Linked DNA regions of Mus musculus: regions 2 and 3 are each linked to region 1. A link is a contact called in public HiCAR-type and promoter capture Hi-C data. All regions are on one chromosome and are shown on one strand. Each heading gives the region's core, a stretch centred on a gene start, on an enhancer-like site or on the middle of the called end of the contact. The rest is flanking DNA. Distances are from core to core; before and after follow the strand shown.

What was found. Promoter capture Hi-C pulls out the DNA fragments that hold promoters and counts their contacts. HiCAR-type assays count read pairs that join an accessible place to other places.
Region 2: a contact with region 1 is called in a promoter capture Hi-C map of liver, with 4 times the contacts expected there. The contact joins the promoter of AA467197 here to the promoter of Cep152 in region 1. A contact is called at or near these places in 5 of 39 promoter capture datasets (cranial neural crest, hippocampal neurons, liver and 1 more).
Region 3: a contact with region 1 is called in a HiCAR-type map of astrocytes, with 9 times the contacts expected there. The contact joins the promoter of 4930417H01Rik here to the promoter of Cep152 in region 1. A contact is called at or near these places in 2 of 39 promoter capture datasets (liver and pre-B cells) and 1 of 115 datasets of contacts at active chromatin or transcription factors (astrocytes).

The regions. Positions count from the first base shown.
Region 1 is chr2:125,623,639-125,626,901 of GRCm38.p6, reverse strand. Cep152 (centrosomal protein 152) reads left to right here and starts at 1,789. Exons shown (of 28, transcript NM_001081091.1): 1 at 1,789-2,026.
Region 2 is chr2:122,636,171-122,639,433 of GRCm38.p6, reverse strand. AA467197 (expressed sequence AA467197) reads right to left here and starts at 1,547. Exons shown (of 5, transcript NM_001004174.2): 1 at 1,493-1,547; 2 at 1,301-1,362; 3 at 1,092-1,177; 4 at 158-218. The coding sequence starts at 1,336. Spata5l1 (spermatogenesis associated 5-like 1) reads right to left here. Exons shown (of 3, transcript NM_001033256.4): 3 at 2,956-2,966. The coding sequence ends at 2,956.
Region 3 is chr2:122,700,929-122,704,191 of GRCm38.p6, reverse strand. It overlaps 4930417H01Rik (a long non-coding RNA gene), which reads right to left and starts at 1,553. Exons shown (of 5, transcript XR_866691.3): 1 at 1,208-1,553. Slc30a4 (solute carrier family 30 (zinc transporter), member 4) reads left to right here and starts at 1,529. Exons shown (of 7, transcript NM_011774.3): 1 at 1,529-2,162. The coding sequence starts at 1,772.

The DNA.
Region 1 (3,263 bases), core at 540-3,039:
ACTTAGAGTTCAAAGCAAAGGTTCAGGGTAGGCAAGCTGTAAATCATGGGGCTGCCCAGAAGAGGAGAAAGAGCCATGCTCTTTGAGTTTGGCTGGTTCACAGGTCAACCACACGGTGGACCAGCAGCAGGATGGGGGAGGGGGAGCTTTAGAGAAAGAGTGAAAAAGCTCAAAGTCCCAGAGAAAACTGACTTGGGCCAGCATCCAAAAGCAACAGCTGGGAAGCAAGAGGAAAAGTTAACACCTGCTGGGCTCAGGACTCACAAAGGCAGGTGGGCCCTGCGGAACTTCGTGGCGGATCCAGACTAAGTACACTAGGGACAGACATCCTGGAAGGAAAAGTACACTATCTCAACACAGAGCAAGTTATCCCCCTATGTCCCCTGCCATTCTCATGCACTATTGCATCGTAGACCTCAGCATGGGGCACTGGACATATCTTTCTCATTAGCCGATACTTGGATCACCTTCGACAAGTGCCATTTCCCCGAAGGCCTTTCATTAGTCTTTTCTTGACCAACATCTTCATTTGCCCATTCCTTCATTTATTCACTAATGAGTTAACACAGTTGTTTTGAGTGCCTAGCATGGGCCATGAAACATGAAGACAAATGCTCAAGTGAATACCCCCAAGACGTTCATATTGTTCTACCAGTGAAGCAGACACACGGTAACAGATCGTAGTAGAAGAGAAATCCATCTTCTCTTGGGGTCGGTATGCACCCTGTGTACAGTGGTAGGGAGATCCAGTTCCACTGAGTGACGTCATGTGTTTCGAGGGCTGAGTGGGTGAGAGGTGGGGCAATTGACTCGAAAAGCAGCCCAGGAGATGGGGTGGGAGGAGGGGAAACAGGAGCCATCCCAGAACTATTGGTAGTGCAGCCTTGTGACTTGGTTCTGTTTCTCTCACTCAAGCTCTTATTCTGTATCAGACCCCTAGCTGAGGGTCAATGTCAGCCGTACAAGGATAGGATGCAGGTGGCAGACTTAGCAAACAGCCAGATTTGGAAGAGCCTTGGACAAGTATCTTACTCCACACGGTACACAGGGGAAAGATTTAAAAAGATGTGGGCATCCAAGTCACCAAGTTCTTGGCATGCACTAGAGCCCTTCTTACCAAAGAAGCCAGAGACAGCAACTGTTCCAGAACTCAGGTCTCGAACATGCCAGGTCCAGCCACCCTCAACAAGCCAATCAAGAGACACACATTAAAATTGAACAGCCAAAGTGATATTTATCCATTGTGTTTGCGATCTCCAAGTTCGATGATATAATGGGATTTAACGACAGGCTAACATCTAAGAACATTCGCGGAAATTCGAGTTTTAGGGAGGAGGCACCTGGGAGCTCCTCCAGTTTTATCAGTAAAGAAACACAAATCTTAACCAGCCAAGTCTGAAGATGATGCCAAATTTAACAACGACCAGGGCTGGCAGTGGCACTTCAGAGAGCAAAAAGGGCCATTGGATGAAACTTAGACGTGTAAGGGGAAAAAAAGGAATGTCCTAGCTAACCTCTGGGAGGGCAAACAGTCCGCCGTATCTAAGCAACCGTAGTCCTCTAGGAGGCTTTTGTGATTGGCTCACTATTTCCCCAATGGAGGCTCCGGGAAGCTTCCCGCCGCCACTGGCGCCCTCTTCGAACAGCCGCGCTCTTGCAACTGCGGGCGACTTCTCAACCGACCTTGTGGGAGGCGGGTTTTCCGCCCCATAGCTCCGCCCAGCCGTCAGGCCCATCGAGCAGCGGCGGCGATTGGAGGAGGCGGCTGCTCGTCGAGTGGCGGGGTTCGCGGGCTAGGGTGTAACCGGGAAGGTGCTCGCGGCTGGAAGTCAGGGCAGCGGGTTGCGGGTTGCGGGAGGTGACTGCGGTCTCCCGGCCAGGCTGGCGGCTGCGGGATCGGGACCCGCGTTCGAGTCTCCTACACCGGGGCTGTGCTTGCTGGCTCCCTTCTCGATCTTCAGCCTGGGCGTCCCATCGGCAGACCTGTGCGCGCCCGTGGTTCTTGGACCCCGGGCCCAGTTCTTTGGTAAGGGCGCTGCGTGAGTACACCCAGTCGAGGGGGCTTCCTGTATTTTGGGGTTACTGTCTTCTGCTCACCTTGGTTTTCCATGCTGCTATCGGTACTACCGAGCTCAAGAGATTGTCATTGCCCCCTCCCTCCGTACTCTTTGTAGTAGGAACAGGATTTGGAAAGTGTCTAAAATAGACTGTTGCGTTCTGGCTGTTTCCACCCTGTAAGAGAAGTTAGTGTGTAAGCTAGTGCGTGCAGTTTTCTAACTCCCAGGGCAATTACATTTAGTCCATCTTGTAGTCATGCATTTTTCAGTGTGATTTAAGCTGAATTTCACTTCGTAGCTTCACAATTCTTGATTGTTTGCATGTAAATAAAGGCTGAAGTTTGAAGCCACAAGCAAAGGATATAAGCCATGCGCTCTGGAAGTGGCCAGAATGCACTTTGGATGGAGCAGGCATCTAGAGGAGGGCGGAGTCCTTATCCGGGAGTTGTAAGGTTTCCCACACCTATGATGTTTTCACCGTTTCATTACTAAAGAAACGGAAGCAGTTACGATTGCACAGCTGCCAGAGCTGAGGATCTTCAGTTCTTAATTGCTTACAGCCATATTACATCCTTTGGGATGCAAACAAACAAACAAACAAACAATTTGGAATGTAAACAAATAAAAAGAGATCTGCCTAAAGACCCTATCTACTCCGGTGGGAGTAGATAATAGTTTCAGCAGTTAAGAGATTGTCAATGCTCTTGCAAGAGGCTGTGAGTTCATTTCTTGCACCCAAATTGTATAGGTCACAACTACGTGTGACTCCGGCTCCAGGGGAATCCTAAGGCCTGTGACCCAATGGATATATTCACTCATAATGATGATGATGATGATAAATATTTTTGGAAAGGAAAATATACACTAAAGTTTGCTCACAAAACAAGTAAATATTTTTCCCTCTATGTGAGGGGGTGGAAGGGGGTGACCAAAAACTACCAGGGACAGTGCTGACAAGTATTGTCAGACAAGTATTGACAAGCTGGGTCAGAGGTGTAAGAGAAGACAGCTGTGCTTCTTGTATTCTTGTAGTGGGGTTAGGAAAAGTTTCCCGGCTAGAGTGAGACTATTAACCAGGGAGCTGTATTTTAGGGAGCACACTGCCCACGTTGATCCCTTGGTTTATGTTTTAAGTGGTCAGCTCTCTGGTCAAGCATAGGAGTAGGCCACTGTTCCTACTAATGGCATAATTTTGCCATATTCACC
Region 2 (3,263 bases), core at 298-2,797, 3.0 Mb after region 1:
GCCGAACAGAGCAAGGACTTGAACCAGGTCTCTAGACCACTGTTCAAAGGACTCTGAATGTCACTTTGTAAGTGCAAGGACTACATGCAGTCTGCTTTGCTCTTTAAAAAAAAATGGTTTGGGCTGGACACAATCATGTACTGTAGGTCAGCAATACCTTTTGGGGTTGAGTAGGATCCACCATTTCCCAAGGCTCTGGGTTTCTTTTCCGATCAATACTAAAAGAAAAAGAAGATTAATTAAATGATTAGGTAAATTTGTTTACACAAACCCGGAAGAGCTACTGGATCTATAAACTTTCTGGAGACAGACTCTGTCTTCACACCGAAACTACACTGCAGTCACCAGCTAAACTTCAGTGACAGCTGAAGTTAAATAAGCGGCCACTGAAAATTCAGGGTTTGTTTCAAGTGTTAAGGATCTCCTCCTCTGCAGGGCAGGGTAAGAGGTCTATTTGCTTTATTTGATAAGATTGGAAACTGCTCCCACAAACAGGCAGCGATAGATACATAAGGGGCAGGCTGAGGAGGAAGAGGCAGAGCCTCCTGGGGGTTCTAGGAGGGATGGGGCAGAGAGTAGGCTCGAACTGTGTAGGCATTGGCTCCAGGGACCACCCTCGACCTGCGTTAGAGTCACTGCCCTCTCTGACCCTGGACCAGCCATAGTCAGTTTCAGAGGTATCTTTTCCTGCATCCCAGGAGATAAGGCTTTTTACTGTCCTTTTTCCAAAGTTGACACTAGAGTTTGTTGCAGATAGCTGTATGTTTCAGTTCTACCACACCAGGGAAGAAAAGTTGAAATCTTGAAACTTAAATGATGTGTGATGGTATGTACCCCTAATTTTAAGTACTTCAATTTCAAAGCTTAAATTTAAAAAGAAATCAAATCTAATTCATTGCAGGGTCAGACAATAAGAAACAAATGTATCAGAATTGGTTACATTTCTTTCTGTTACCAGAACTGTTTTTCAGTCCATGTTTAGATGCTCTTATTTGTAGGAAAAAACCCAGACACTGACAGCGTGTTTCAGAATCTCCGGGTCAGAGAAAAGCTCCCCCAGACAGTCCTACCTAGAAAGCGTTAGTACTTACACCACGTCGGTTTTTTTCAACGCATACAAAGCGAAAGATGTGGCTCCGGTGGCGGCCACGCTTATAAAAAACGCCAAAGGAATGAGCTGAGAGAGAACAGGTGGGGGATAAACTCAGTAAGAAACTCCAAAAAACAACAAATTCAAAATCTTCATCTTTCCCCTCTTTTTAAAAAGGAAAACTCTCAGAAGTTAAGATTAGAAACTTACTTCCTTATTCTTCATCAATATCTGGAAAACGCCCATGATGACTTTAGTGTAGAATTCCAAATCTAGAAGAAGGAAAAATCCAACATACTGGTCAAAAACATCTTCCCCCGGACCCAGGCACCCAGCCGTCCAACAGTCGCAGAAAGCCGGGCGACCGCCCGCTCCACAGAACTTTTCAGAAAGGAGACGCACCTAGGGCGGCTGCGGCCAGGAGATGTTAACGCCCAGAAGCGAGCGGCCCTTATATGCAGCCAACCGCTCGGGGAGGGCCGCGCGTCCTGGTCACGCGGGGACCGATCCGACCGCGTCGCACTGAGTCAACTCACGTGCGCCCCCTGCAGGACGATAGTGCAGCACGGCCGCTGACCGCGGTCCTTACCTGCGGTCGACCATCGCTTTCTGTCCTGGTCCTGCACCTCCAAACGTCTGGGAGGTTCAGGTTCAGGTGTGATAGCAGCCAAGACCTGAGTGAAAGACACGCAACTCCTTTAAAAAGGAGGGGTGGAGAGAGGGCTAAGGGAGGGCAGAGGCTCCAGCGCTGGCTGCCACCTTCACCCCAGTACCAACAGAGACTGCCAGATGCAGAGTGGGGTAAATTTGAACAAAATCAACCACATAAAAGTTCCAAATCATGACACGCTGCATATATAGAGACTATTTAAAAGTAAATGGTAAAATTCAGATTAACTCCAACAGGGTCCGGATTGATTGATTGATTGATTTCTTCTCCTCCTCCTCCTCCTTCTTCTGGAAACAAACCAAAATTCAACTGCAGAAGATTCCAGGTGCCTATTTCTGCTGCATATTCCGAGTATTAGCATCAGCTTTGGGTCCCCCCTAACTCATCACTTTTGGCTCACAGTTTCTGGAAGTAATTCCACTAGGCCGGTGGCTGTATGCCAGACACTGAGATGGATTCCTTGAATGGGGGTGGGGGTGGGGGCGAGAATACCTTGCTAGATGCAGAAATGTTCAAGACATGCAGCTGGTGAGTGGTAGGGATGAAATCAGAACATAAGTCTGGCTCCTAACACTAGAATTCTCAGTGCACCCTTCTCTTTAAGTGAAAACAAGCCTGGGTTAAGTTATTTAAAAAGACATTGAAGGGCTGAAGTTATATCTTAGTGGGAAACCCCTAGCCTAGCATGTGCTAGAACGTTCAGCCTATGGCCCCTGGGCCTATGGGTCACAGGATGCATTTACAGATAATGATGTCACAATGCCAAAAGGTTGGATGATCCTGTGACCTGGGTTACATTTCCTGTACAAACCCCCCTCCGCAGTTAGAAAACGTTTCTGCTGGGGGAGGGGAGGGGGAGTCAGTGTTTTACTACAACACAGCCCAGGCTGGCTTCAAACTTAAGATCATCCTATTCTGCTGATCTGGTGTTGGGACCATAGATGTGTACAACCACACTGGGCAAAAAGAGAACAGCTCTTAAAAGATTATTTTATAATTCTGTAAGGATTTCATTCAAGGGTTTTGATCATACTCACCTCCACTCTTCCTGCAACTCCTCCCTGATCCACACCTACCACTCTACCCTCTCAACTAAATAGTTTTTAGTTCGCTTGTTTAAAATAACCCACTGAGGCCAGTTTGTGCTTTCCACATAATCTGGGGTGTGGGGTCTCACACTGGAGCATGGTCACCTGCTTAAAGAAAACTGATTCTCCCTCTGGAAAAGCCACCAACTGTCCATGGTGCCTCAGCTAAGGGTCAGGGTTTGTGAACTCCTTCCCCATGCTAAACTTGGATTAGTTTGCTCTTCCTCTGCTCCTGCTGCACCCACAAGTTCACGGGTACAGCCGTCCTGTCATGTCAGATGACGCTGTTTAGTTCTGGTCCCCCATCACCTCCTGTTCTTACAACTCCTCCCCATGATTACCTTTGAACTTGCAGGGTTGGTTATGGTATAGATGTCCCATCTGTGGATGAATCCTCAAATGACAATTTAGTCTC
Region 3 (3,263 bases), core at 304-2,803, 2.9 Mb after region 1:
TATGACCTAGTCTGTAAGTCACAGTCACTTCTGCCACAGACTGTTCATTACAGGTCATAGGCCATTACTAAGTGCTGTCCACAAGCAAAGGTAAGGGAATTTACCTCCTGAAGAGTGGGGTCATCACAGAATTTATGGACAGAGCTTAAAATATGGCTTTGTCGTCTCATCACTTTCTCGAGAATCCAGTGAGACACGAGTGAAAGAACAGAACGCACAAAGGCAGTCCTCCTCAGCACAGCGCGCTGGAAATGTCCCCAAACAACCCATCCTTTTATTTCAACTATTCTTGAAACATTCACATCCCTCCTACCTTGAGGCTGCATTTAAGAGACTCCGATGACACTCCTGAAACATTGTAGGCAGTTAAATGGGACATTAAAAACAACAGAACAATCTACTCCTAAGATATTTGGAGCCGAGGAATGTAATGGCTCGTAAGCTGTCTCCCTTTGGCTATTACCATCGTGTCCTGATTGATGAAATTCTAGGCAATAGCCTTCCCTTCCTGATCTCGGGACCATGGAGGGTCTAATTTGCTTTCATGACTGCAGCTCTGGGGGAAAACTTAGGACTGAGGGATCACTCTGGAATACAGAAGTAGCCAGGGCTTTCTTTTCGCACCGGATTCTAAGGTGTCAACAGAATCGTTAAAATTGCCTCGTGTGATTTTTTTCATTGTATTTTTGTGACCTGAAATTTTGGTAAGATATAAAAACTTTTTAAAATATTGTCTTTGTAAACCCTGGGGAAGTAGGAGCTTGCAGGACACCACAGGCAAGATGCAGGTGTAGCCCCGTGTCTAACTTGCATGAGCCCCTGGATTAGATCCTAAGGATCTCAAAAGGAAAGAAAGGTGGAAGCCAAGGATTTACACTTTAAAATGAATTCTACCAACAGTGTTGCCTTTAATCTTGCTTCTTGAGGACATTTGAGAATGTGATGAAACATAGGGAAAGTAAGCTCACACAATTGTGCCCAAGGAGCGTAGCAGTGAACACAGAAGGAAGACACATATTTGCTGAGAAACAGGAAACTTTAAAGCAAGCCATAGAACTACTGACCATCCTAGTCTTGTCCTAGCCTTTTGACCAAGATAATCGGCAATTTTTTGCCGATTGGGTAGAAGAAAAGCTACCAGGATTCCCACTTGGTAAGAAAGCACTAAAGGACATTTTCCACGGACCATCCATAACCAAGATCGGACCTGAGATTCCCGAGACCCATCTCCAGTGGAGGGAATTCAGAGCAGTGACACCCAGCTCCGGGGGGACCTTCCCGCGGCACACCCGGGGGCTCAGAGCGCACAAGACCTCAGAGCCCGAGAGGCGGGGCCGGGAGGGCGGGGGCAGGGGGCGACGCGCGACCACGCCCCCTCGGCGCGCCCCCAAGCGGCGGCCTGCGTGCCCGCGCCGACCCCTCCCCTCGCGCCTCGCGGGCGCACGCGCCGCCTCGTTCAGGGGCCGGAGGAGGCCGGGCCTGTCAGACCCCGCGGCCGGCCTCCCAGCGGCACGGGGCGGGCGGGTGCAGTGGCTGGGGCTCGGCCTCGGTCCCTGGCCCGGGTCGCAGTAGCGCGAGCTCCGGGCGGGGATGCGCGGCGGCGTCGGCCCGCAGGTAGCCGAGCACCGCCGAGTCCGGAGCTGGCGCGCGGCCGGGGCGCGGCGACAGGAGCGGGGTCTCGTTCTCCTCACGATGGGCAGGGACGCGCCGCGCTGCCCTGAGGAGCCCGAGCGCCGGTGAAGGCGGAGTCGCCGGCCGCCCCTCCGCTGCCATGGCCGGCCCCGGCGCGTGGAAGCGCCTCAAATCCCTGCTGAGGAAAGACGACACGCCGCTGTTCTTAAATGACACCAGCGCCTTCGACTTCTCGGACGAGGTGAGCGACGAGGGGCTTTCGCGCTTTAATAAACTTCGAGTCGTGGTGGCCGACGATGACTCGGAAGCCCCGGAAAGGCCTGTGAACGGGGCGCACCCGGCCCTCCAGGCCGACGATGACTCCTTATTGGACCAGGACTTACCTTTAACCAACAGTCAGCTGAGTTTGAAAATGGACCCCTGTGACAACTGCAGCAAGCGACGCGAGTTGCTGAAGCAGAGGAAGGTGAAGACCAGGCTGACCATCGCTGCCGTCCTCTACTTGCTTTTCATGATCGGAGAGCTTGTAGGTGAGTTGTGTCGCCGACTCGCTTGCCTTTGACTTTGTCCAGCTGTTAGCTACGCCGGAGTTGAGGTGGAAACTTTGTTTTCAGGAAGTTTGCTGAGTATCTAGACTTTCGTGGGTCCATAGGAAAGGGACACGGGATTCCAAAGTGCGGTTCCCGTGAGCGCCCACTGAGAGCTTGCAGGTATATCTTGTAACTCCCATAAACAGTGCCTTTTACTGTAGGGTTTAGGGTGTTATCTTGACTGTATATCATGTAACTTCTCCTTTTACAGATTCTGATAAAATGCCAGGTTTATCTTTCAACGTCTAAAATAATTCTGACATGGATTAGAATCAGAATTTTATAGTACTAAGGGATGTTACTGAACACCATTCTGTTTTCTCACACAGAAGTTCTGAAGGGATTAGATTATGAGGAATCTTATTGGGAAAAGAGAGAGCCATCCACAGTACCAGACTTTCCTCTCTGTCTACATTTTGGTTATTTGATGCTTATTTATGCCGCTTCCTTTTGAGCTTATAGCCAAGGGCTTTACAAAACTCTATACAGCCAACTAATTAAAAGTTCATTATTAAAAGGAGTATCTACAGTTTGCTAGAGGTCTCCCCGGCAGCTGCAGAAGCTAGGGTTTTTTTTTTTCTCCTTTTTTAACTGATTTCAGATAATTTCTCACTCTAAGGTTCTTGCTTTAGACCTTATTTTTACTGTCGCATTAGTTTATAGTCGTCCTTTGATATCCAAGGTGGGTTGCTTCCAGGAGTCCTCTCTAGAACCTGAATCTCAGGTTGCCTCATCCAGTGACGCCTTATGTAAAGATCCCTTACGTAAAGCGAAGCAGTTATTTGCATATAACCTACATATATGTCCTTCTGTACTTTAAAGCCTTTGGAAATCATTTTGACTACAAAATACAAATTTGATGCTGTATTTAAGTAGTTGTTATCCTGACTCGTTGAGAGATTGATGAGCAGAACAAGTCTGTGAATGGCGAACGCTGAGGAAGAGTTACTTTTTCAGATGTTTTCCATTCATGATTGATGGTATCCATGGATGCAGTTCTCAGATAGAGAACACACTGCCGACTCCTTAGTGGCAGTTTCT